Linked DNA regions of Mus musculus: region 2 is linked to region 1. A link is a contact called in public HiChIP or PLAC-seq data. All regions are on one chromosome and are shown on one strand. The core of a region is the stretch at or near the end of the contact, and the rest is flanking DNA. Distances in the headings are between cores, read along the strand shown.

The links. HiChIP or PLAC-seq counts read pairs in DNA pulled down with a chosen protein or histone mark.
Region 2: an H3K4me3 HiChIP or PLAC-seq map of bone marrow-derived macrophages shows a contact between it and region 1, with 5 times the contacts expected there. The contact joins two enhancer-like sites. A contact is called at or near these places in 1 of 484 Hi-C or Micro-C datasets (bone marrow-derived macrophages), 2 of 115 datasets of contacts at active chromatin or transcription factors (acute myeloid leukemia and bone marrow-derived macrophages) and 2 of 9 other capture datasets (embryonic stem cells and macrophages).

The regions. Positions count from the first base shown.
Region 1 is chr10:20,503,084-20,508,253 of GRCm38.p6, reverse strand. The region is part of intron 1 of Pde7b (phosphodiesterase 7B); the gene reads left to right. Among named protein-coding and RNA genes, the nearest start is that of Pde7b, 43 kb to the left of the region's middle. Within about 2 kb of position 2,518, at least 43 of the 459 cell types and tissues checked have an H3K27ac peak or open chromatin away from gene starts, as enhancers often do. A contact at or near this core is called in bone marrow-derived macrophages, where this site is marked.
Region 2 is chr10:20,878,195-20,883,364 of GRCm38.p6, reverse strand. It overlaps the pseudogene Rps2-ps3. Among named protein-coding and RNA genes, the nearest start is that of Gm33510, 42 kb to the right of the region's middle. Within about 2 kb of position 3,659, at least 11 of the 459 cell types and tissues checked have an H3K27ac peak or open chromatin away from gene starts, as enhancers often do. A contact at or near this core is called in bone marrow-derived macrophages, where this site is marked.

The DNA of each region.
Region 1 (5,170 bases), core at 1,269-3,768:
TCTAACCAGCCACCCACCCACCTGCAGGTCCCCGGATTTTAACGCTCTGACAGTGGGGGTGGGGCAGGATGAGGATCTAAAGCTCCATGTGTTTAGCATGATGTTCTCAGGCAGAGCAAACAACCTTCCCTCTGCTTGGGTCCCTGGAGAGCAGAACACAAAATCAATTTCCAGACTTTTTCCATTAATTTGAGAAGATAAACTTTCAAATTTTTGGACTTTATATTCAGTCTGAATAAGCCCCTGACGTTCTATGCTCTCCAAGGTCACACAAGTCTCCCCTCCCCCACCCCCAAGTCTCTGGAGGTTAAAAGTTTGGCAATGAGAACAAACATTCCCAGAGAAGATTTCTTATCCTTCCTTCTTCCACTTAAGATTTCATGTCCCCCTCCACCCCCAAACGGCCTTCCAGGCTTTCGTTCCACACGCCTTCCTCCAGTCCCAGAGAAAGCACATGTTGAGCAGAAGGAATTAGCAGAACAAAGAGAGATCTTCGGTTTCTATGGGTTTCTATGGGTTTCTATGGGTTTCTATGGGTTTTCCAAACGGTTTGGCTCGATTTGAAGTCTGCAGAAGATGTGAACTCACCTCTCACTTTTCTCTTCTTACAAAGCCTCCTATGGTCTGTGGGTACCTGTTTGTCATGGTGAGTTATCCAACTGCCATGCTAAGGAACAGCCTTGGGAGGGACTAGGGCCTTTATTTTTAATGTGTTCATGTCTTTGCTTAATAAACATGTGTTCAGCAGCTGGTATGTGCTAGGGGAAGAGCTAAGTTCCATGTTTACAAACAATAATAAGAAATGGCTCCTGTTAGCCAGGCACAGTGTACAGACCTGTGCACTTGGCTGAGGCAGGCATTAGGGCCAGATGGGGTACATAGTGCAACCCTGTCTTAAGAAAAGAAGGAAGTGGGGGGAAGGAGAAGACAGAAAGAGAGGGGAGGTGAGAGGACCAGCGTGGAGAGAGAGTCCTGTCTTTAATGAGTTCTAGTTGAAAAGAGAAGTAACATGTGGTAAGTGCCAGGACGGAGCCCTGCCCAGAGGAGGAGCATCCTCTGCAAAATGGACAATGGGCTTGTGGTCCAAGATGGCTCCCTCCAGAAGAAGGCATTTGGTCTGAGTTTAAAAAGTAGCTTAAGTTTATCTCACTGTGAGGTCAGGTGGAACCTCTCAGCACAGGGACAAAGAGGGGGAAATGTGTGTGGCATACTTACTTCTCATTACAAAAAGTTGCTTCTCAGATCAGCATTCTGTTCTCTGGGCTTCAGCAAAGTGACAGACAGTAAGGCGACAAGAGTTTGACAGGGTCAGATGGAAGAGTGTGTCACTTTCAGGGAGGCTGTCGTGGCTTAGCTGCCTGGGATGGGCAATGGGAAGAATGTGAAGGGAGAGGGAGAGAAAAACGATGCCTAGAGCACAGCTAAAGTTGCAGTCAAGGACAGTAGGAAGTACAGTCTTCAAGATGATGACTCATGATTGGAAGGATTTCAAAAACAATTGGGTAATTAAAACATTAAATAATCAAATACTCATTTGAGATTCATTTTGAGGGAGAATACTTATTAGTAGACTCTCTACCCCCACCTAAAGTATGCACCAATATTCTTAAGGAACGAAAAGAAGTGGCTTTTCTACGTGTGGCACAGTTAATCCTCATTACAAAAAGAAAAAGAAAAAAAAAATCACCTCTCAGGTCAGTGCACTGTTCTCTGGATTTCAGTGATCCTCCCGAAAGAACCAACAAGCGGGGCTGGTGAGATGGCTCAGCAGTTAAGAGCGCCGACTGCTCTTCCACAAAGGTCCTGAGTTCAAATCACAGCAACCACGTGGTGGCTCACAGCCATCTGTAACCAAATCTGATACCCTCTTCTGGAGTGCCTGAAGACAGCTACAGTGTACTTACATATAATAAATAAATATTTTTTAAAAGAAAAAAAAGAACCAACACGCAAAGGAATCTAACATGTCAGGGCTTCATTTGCTACATAGAAGATTTTTTAATTTTTGTCATGACAAGACCCTTCCATCCACTTAAACACCTGTCTACCGAGGTTTGCGCTGCTGAGCATCAGACATAGAACAGACAGAAAGCAAGGCAGGCAGGCGCCTGTGCTTAGGCTGAGGCAGTTCTGAGTTCAAGGCCTGCCCAGGACACATAAGACTTGATCTCAACAACCAAAATAATATCAGGAAGAAGGAGAGGAAGGGTAGGAGTCAAATTCTCAGCCTATTTGTGCATTTTTATGAATGTATATTTTTTAGTGTTTATTGGTGGCGTGCTAGTTATTGCCCTCCTTGGTCACAGCAGCAGCTCTCAATCTGTAGCATAAATAGGAATTGTTTGGACGGCCTGGCACAGAGTCTATGATTCATGGTCTATCAGAGAAGAAGGGCCATTGAATTTGCAACTCTAGTCTCTTGTGCTGCCAGCGAAGCTAGCCTGAGAACTACACTCTCTGAGAGAGAGGAACTGTGAAGCAATGTCAGGCTCTTTCCTGTGGTCTTACAGTATCCACAGCACGGAATTGACGTCAGTGGGAATTACGCAGCCCTCAAAGGTGTCATGCGGAGGCCTTAAGTGTTTATGTACTCCTGCCCCTCCCCACGCAGCTCCTGCCTCCTGTTTTTCAGTTGCATTCCCCAATGGGCACTGCTGTTGCTGTTTCCTCTTAAGTTGCTGCAGTTACGGCTCCTTATGAGGTCAAACGGTCCCCGCTGGAGAGCTTTGCCAGCTGGGAGCAAACGTTCCTCTATCTGAACTTCTGCTGTTCTCCCTGCATTTAAAGCATGAATAAACTAATCTCCTGACCATCTGGAAAGGGAGGCAAGAACTGCCGAGTATTAGCGACTCTGAAGAGGCTGTGGTGGTCAGCATAAGGCCAGTCATGCACTTAGCCTGTACCACAATAAAGATAAATGGGTAAGAAATTGCCTTGTAGTAGCATTGGGAATCTAATGGTTCAGAAATTGCTATGCTTGTAAAAAAAAATTTTTTTTTTCTGTCAGTGGGTTTAAATCATGGTTCTTGTGTAGGCAAAGTCTTTTTTTTTTTCTTTTTTTTCAAAATAATACTCAGTTTTTCCTGGCTTTTGTCTTCAGGCATACACTGTTTTCGTTTTACATATGAGAAATTCAAGCTTGAAATTCTTGAGTAATTAGAGTATCAAATGAAGAAAGTAACAGTAGTGGAAAGAAGGGACAAATGTAGAGAATATTGTCAAACAAATAATAAAAGACTAGGTTTCTCCAGCAGGGGGCTTGCGAGACAAGAAGAGATTATTGGGAAAAACAAAAACAAGTTTTATACCATTGGATCTGTTTGCCTGCTTTCTTGCTTGCTTGCTTTAATCAAGAGACTGGTGACATCAGTTCCCAACATATGGAGATTATAAAATGATTTCGTTCATGTAAAAAAAGAAAACTGAGTTATACTTTGCATGTCCTGGTGACAATGGGTTGGCCTGTTTTATTGTTTTATTTCAAAACAATAAAAGTGTTTTTGAAATATTTGCAAATCCATGACTGGCATTTTGGTGAAAATGTTGACTTAGATGACAGTGTTTGGAGACCCTTACTAATTATTGCTAAAAATCGATAATGGAGGCCTTCTCAATAGTGACCTTACTAAGACAGTGTCCATGAGAGGTCAGCAGGTTGAGTAAAGAAATCTAATATTCCTTCCAAAAGAACAAACAGGTTCTCCCAGCTTCATTGTTCTGCCCAGTGTAAGCACTGTTCCTAGAACACAGCATGAGGCTAGGACCCTGCAGAGACTCCCAAAGTGCCCAAGTGTGAACCCATGCCTGTGTGTCTGCATACACATACCTGAAGAGAAAATCTGACACCACTGCATGGTCTTGAGGTTGAACTAGTGGTGTTTTGGGGCCTCAGGAAAGCATAATGGAGCAGTCTGCTGTGGCATGTTAGCTGCCGTTGAAATGCCTGTAGTCTTTTCTTTCTTTCCATATCTTTGGTGCCATGTGATACTGTGTGGGAATACTTTCCAGCCGCATTCGAAAGCATCCCCTGAAGTTGGAAACCCAATGGTTTGGAAGAGATATTTGAAATAACTCAAAATATACAGTGTAAACAAGCTGGCCTATTAGAATGAAGCGTACTAAATTAAAGATGCTTCGGTGGGCTTGGGACAGCCAGGTTGTGATTGGCTCTCCTTCACTAACCTTTTCTTCCATTACCTTCCCTTCCCCCTCCCTCCTCGCCTTTTTATTCTCTCTAAGACTCCCTCCTCCCCAACTCATATTTTCTCCCTTTTCTTACAAATCTATAAGCCCATACAGAACAGACATGTCTTTCCAGTATCAACAAATCGCTTCTGAAAACGTGCCTACTAGAGACCAGTAGTAACCACACCTTCAGTCCACTCTAAGTATGACAGAATTTCTTACGTAACAATTTTATTTGACTTGGCAAGTTAAACTGTAACTATTCCCACTTCAGTGTTACTGAGGTGTATCAGAAAGCCTCTGGGAAATCGTTTCAGATCCTTCTGTCTCCAAGTTACCTACTTAAAAGAAGCACCCCTGCCCTCTGAGAGAGGGGTGCAAATCCAAGTACCCCAACTTATTAAAAGTTAAATGAACCTCCATAGGACTGAATGCAGAAACGTATGTAGAAGCTTGTAGTGGACAAATTTATACCACCTCAAATTGAATGGGACTTCGGAAAGTTCTAGTTGAGGTGGATTTAAGTCCACGCTCACGTGAAGTGATTTCGTGAACTGAATAGACCTGTGTGAAGGGAAGGGAAATCCCAAACCACCTGGTGGTGGCACACAGGCAGCACATGGAGTCCGTGGCTAACATACCATACCTCGGAGGGAGGCTTGTGTCCGTGATTGAAGATAAGCGTGTGTGGTCTGAGTCGGAGGGTTGAAAGGAGGACCAGGAATAAGTGAGTGTGGCGTTCGGCGAGCATTAGGTATGAAAAGCAGATTGCTGGAGCCAGCAGTGAGCTTGTATGGATCAGTGCGTGGGAGCACCACAGCCACACAGCTTCATCTTCCCTCCTTATGGAGAGAAGAATTTCTTATGCGCCAGTCCATCAGTTTTGGAGTGAAATTAGTTCCAATCGGTTTAGGGGTGGGGTCAATCTCATTTCCAAGAGAACAGTCTAGAAATTCTGCTATGACCTCGTTTTGTTGTCAAAGGA
Region 2 (5,170 bases), core at 2,410-4,909, 370 kb before region 1:
TCAGGCAGACTGATTCACCCTTTCCATCAAACCATCATATTGGCTCTAAGACATTGGCTCTAAGAGCTTCTAGCTTTGCTTTTCTGATGAAGTCTGAACTTAAACAAGAAAGGAAGTTCCACCTTCCATGGAAGACACAGTATAAAAAAAATCTCTGAGGCTTTCCTGTTTGGCTGGTATAAACTCCACGCCTGTGTTTATCTCCAGCTCCTCCTGGTTAGGGGGTGTCCGTGTGCCAGTCATAGCTAACATACTTTCTTGAGGTGTCTTTGAACAAAGTCCTTTTGCGACATGCTGTGTGTATTTACTTTGAATGACTGTGAATTTTAAATTTGGATTAGGAAGTTGATAACACGACTGAAATTAATGTCTCTTCTCCATCTTTAATTTAGAGAAGCAGGATGGAGTCCAAATGGGAAAGGAATTGAACATAAGAATCTTCCAGGTTAACCGACCGGGAAGTAGCCCAGAGAAACTGGGCTGACGGGTAGGATCTAAGCACTGTGTTGTGCTTCAGTTTCTTGAACGCTGGCTTCCGGCACCATGATGCAACTGCTATCTGTCTTTATTTCCCTACTGTGGTTTTTGTGGGCTCTTTGCTTTAGAACTGTGTATTGTCTGGAACCCTGTGAGGATGAAACGACATTTTCAGGTTCGCAGTAGTGGCCAGGATCTGTCTGCGTGGTTTTTGATCTTTAGTTTGTGATATTGTGTATAGGATACTTTCTCTAGTTGCTATTATGACAAAGTGAATGCTCCCTTAAGCTGGTTATGAATGGCGTCCATGCTCCACTAAGGGAAAATAATGAAACCATTAACAGGTTAGTTCAAATTAGGTTCTTCTCCCTTTGCTGGTCAGCCAGCCCTGTGTGATTGCCTTGGTTCTCAATTTTATAATGAAGTTCAGGGTCAGTGGGATGTTTCATCAATAAACCTCCTTCCTCATAAGCAGAAACTGCTCAGTTTGATTCCCAGAAGCTATGTGAAGAGACTAGAAATATTGTCACATGCTTGCAGTTCCAGGATGGAGAGAAGGAGACAGGCAGGGGACTCCTGTAGCATATTGGCCAGCTTGCCTAGGCTACGTGAAGAAGCCCTAGGCCAGGGAGATCCCTGTCTGAAACCCAAAAGCTGGAAGATGCCCAAGAAAGGACTTGAGAGGTTGTCCTCTGCTGTCTGCACATGTGCACCCTACACACATATGTACACATCTAGTGAGCCATGCACACACACACACACACACACACACACACACACACACACACAATCTATATGTTTACTGGTTTACAGAAAACAGATGTAATTATGAAATGATAGCTTTGGCACCAACAGGTCAGACTTGGTGGTATACATCTTTAATTCTAGCACTCAGAAAGCAGAGATAAGTAAGTCTCTATGAATTTGAGTCTAGCTTGGGCTACCCAGAGGGTTCCAGGCCAGCCAGGGCTACCTAGTAAGACTTTTAAAAATAACAACAAAAACCATTTTTATTTGTTATTGTGAGTAAGGTCTGTTGATGTAGGTCATGGAATTGTGAACCAATGACAGGTAAACAGCTTATCTGTATTATTTCTTAGGATGCATATGCCACAGGGTTTTTTAAATAATAGAGTATATTTACATCATCCCTTTTATCATTAGAAGGCTGAGGTTAAATAATACTAATGGCTAACACAAAATTCCTTAACTCAAGTTTTGAGGTTCCTAACTTACTTAATTCTATTGACAGATTACTGTTCTTGGTGTGTGTGTGTGTGTGTGTGTGTGTGTGTGTGTGGTGTTTTTGTTTATAGCAATACCTTCCTAAAGCCTATATGAAAATAAGAAAAAAAAAAACAAAAACCTTTTTAGTTAGCCAGCCTGAACTATGTAATGAGTTCCAGGACAGCCTGGGCTACAAAATAGAGCTCCGGTCTCGTGTGTGTGTGTGTGTGTGTGTGTGTGTGTGTGTGTGTGTGTGTGTGTCTAGGGAGTGAGAGTGGAAAGTTGATAATGAGTTCAATTTCTAGTAATAAATTTATTTATGAGATGAAACTGCTCAAAGCAATGTTAAAACCATCATTGGGTGAAAGGTCCCAGGGACTCAGAGTTGTTGCTTTCTAAGGCTTTCCCCAAGCATTAATGTTAATTTTGAATTCATAATAATAATAAAAGGAAATTTGTGTCCCATTGTCAGATATTATTAACTACTAATATGATAAACTGTTTTTAATTAACCAGAATACACTCTTGTAATTACCAAATGCAGACAATTTTGTTTAGTTCTGAGTAAAGTACAACAGCCTGCAACATGCCGTAGAGGTCCTTGCAAATTTTCCTGCCCCTGGCCTCCTGACCTTCCCACAATTCCCTCTTTATGCCCCCCTCACATCTCTGTTTTTCTTGCCTTCTGTAAGAATCTGAACCAACACAGTACTGCAGATGCAAGGAACAGGCTGATTTGATTGCACACCTTCCTCTGCAGCTCTAAGGTGGCCTGTGCTCTTTCTATGGACGATTTCCTACTGTGTGTGGGCCTCTAACTGAACTAAAGTACAAGGGTTACCATTTCTCTACCCTTTTAAGGACAGAGTGGAAAGACTCCAGTGTCTATAGAATTATCTATAGTTTTACAGAGAGAGTAACAATTTAGAATTAAAGTTTTAAGAATAGATAAAGTGAAATATTTAATATCACTTAGTAGGTCTATACTAGTGTGTGTATAATCACACTATTTATGGGTAGATGGTGCTCAGTGAAGGAATAGGGAGGAGATGCAGGCATGAAGTTAATACAAAAATTTGGCCAAGTGACTCTGTCTGCTCTCTGGTTTTAGCCTTAGCCTCTTCTGTCCCCAGTCACCTCCAGTTAAGCACTTCCTGCCAGGTAGCAGGGAGACAGGAAACACCATGTGCTTCCTGGCTCAGGTGGTGGCACATGACCATAGGGCAGTCATTCAGAGCAAACGCCCAATGCTGCCTGGGATTTGCTGACACTGTGCAGGATGACAGCACGATGACCCAGTTACGCGTCAAATTTCTGTCTCCACTCTATTATTGACTCCTGGGAGCACACTGTAGCATTCTTCTGACATCCAATTCAGTAAGTCAGAAAGGACAACTGTAGATTTGTTCAGGGAAGAGAAAGGTACACCCTGCTTAGAAGCAACGGGGACAGGGACGTGCAAACATTCTTTTGTCTTAAGGTTGGGTGTAGCCATTCAGGAGTCACTTGACGGAAGAAGAGCATTGAGGACAACTGTGGAAAGATCACCAGGCTCATGATGTGGAGAAGAGTGTACTTAGTCATCTTAGCTAAAGGAAGCCCTTATAGACTCAGCTTTGAGGTGAAGAGAAATATTTATGAATGGGAGTCATGAACTTAGATACATACTAGGCTCCTAAATATTACATAAAGTCACATATTTTATAAGGCAGAGCATGACTATAATGGAAGACATAGATAAATTATTTTAATGCAGATTTCTCATAAGCTATGAGAAGAGGGTCTTGACTTCTGTAGCCTCCGAGGATGGCTGCCTTCCTCCTCCCCTGCTCTCGTGAGGATGAGGTGGTATTGAGATTGTGAAACAGGAAGTTTTGTTTCCCAGTGTCAGACCATACACTGAAAATATTGAAGGCAGGGGTTCCGATGAGATGCGTCTGTGTAACTGTGTTCTCAGTTAGTCAAGTCACGTGGGCTAACTTAGTCAATCAGCCCAAGCTCCAGTTTCCTTGTCTGCTAAGTGGGGGTAGATATTAGTGCCTGACATGCAGGGCATCTGTCAGAATTCAGTGGGTGCGGCACGGTACAGTGCTAGGAATAGTTCATGTTGGCACATGTTCAAAACGACAGACTAGAGGCTTACTGGGAAATCTCACTACAACACTGTAGCTATCACTCCACTGTTCACAAATGGGCTGGTTATGACCATTTAAAGTTCTTCATTAAATTAGCAATTTATGATGGCTTAATCCAAATGCATGATTGGTGTAATGGGCTTTTAGCACAGAATGCAGTTTATAGCTTTGTCAAGGGGATCAGAAAGATGAGATTATTCCTCGCATTCTGAATTAGAAGCCTGACTGAGAAACTTAGGCAAGTGCTTCTACATGATAGGGAAAATAAGAAGAAATAGATTTTAATAGAAAATAAATAGAAATAGAAAATAAAGTAAATAGACTTTTCTATTTTGTCAACAAATATTCATTTTTAAATAATGGCAAGTGATGTAAAAGATAAAATAGGGGAATGTGATGGTGTGTGTTGGGCATCAGTCAGTGTTCTGCAATTTAGAGTGTGAGCTAAGCCTAAAGTCTAAATTATAATATTACTAGACAATTAAAACTCATATAAATATAAGCGATTTAAAAATGGGCAGGTAGTTTCTTCTTCTACAGGAAAATGACAATGGCGGATTATGCTGGTGCACCAGGATCACCAGAGGATCTGGGGGAGGGGAGGCGGGTACGGCGTTGGGCAGGATTAGGAGGCCGCAGGGCCCATGGAGGTAAAGCCTAAGACAAGATGACAAGGAGTGGGTCTCCGTCACCAAGCTGTGCTGTCTGGTTAAAGACATGAAGGTCAAGTCCTTGGAGGAGATCTGCCTGTTCTCTCTGCTCATTCAGGAATCTGAGATTGTTGACTTTTTTCCTGGGTGCAACCCTAAAGGATGTGGTTTTAAAGATCATGCCAGTGCCGAAGCAGACTCGGGCTGGCCAGCAGACCAGGTTCGAGGCTTTTGTAGCTAATGGGGACTACAATGGTTGGTCACAACAGTCACATTGGTCTTCGTGTTAAATGCTCCAAGGACATAGCGATTGCCACCCCAGGGGCCATCTTCTTGATCAAGCTCTCCATTGTCCCTGTGCGGAGAGGCTATGGGAATGGAGTGAGGGACAAGATAGGCAAGCCCCACACAGTTCCATGCAAGGTGACAGGCTGCCGTGTTGCTGAGTGCCTCTGTGTTGGTGTGTCTCCGTCCTGCCCTGAGAGAAACGGGTATCGTCTCTGCCTCTGTTCCCAAGAAGCTACTGATGAGGGCTGGAACTTGGTGACTGCTACACATCAGCCAGGGACTGACTGCCACCCTGGGCAACTTTGTCAAGGCCATCTTTAATGCCATCTCTCTGGAAAAAGACTGTGTTTACCACGTCTCCTTACTAGGAATTAACCGACCATCTTGTGAAAA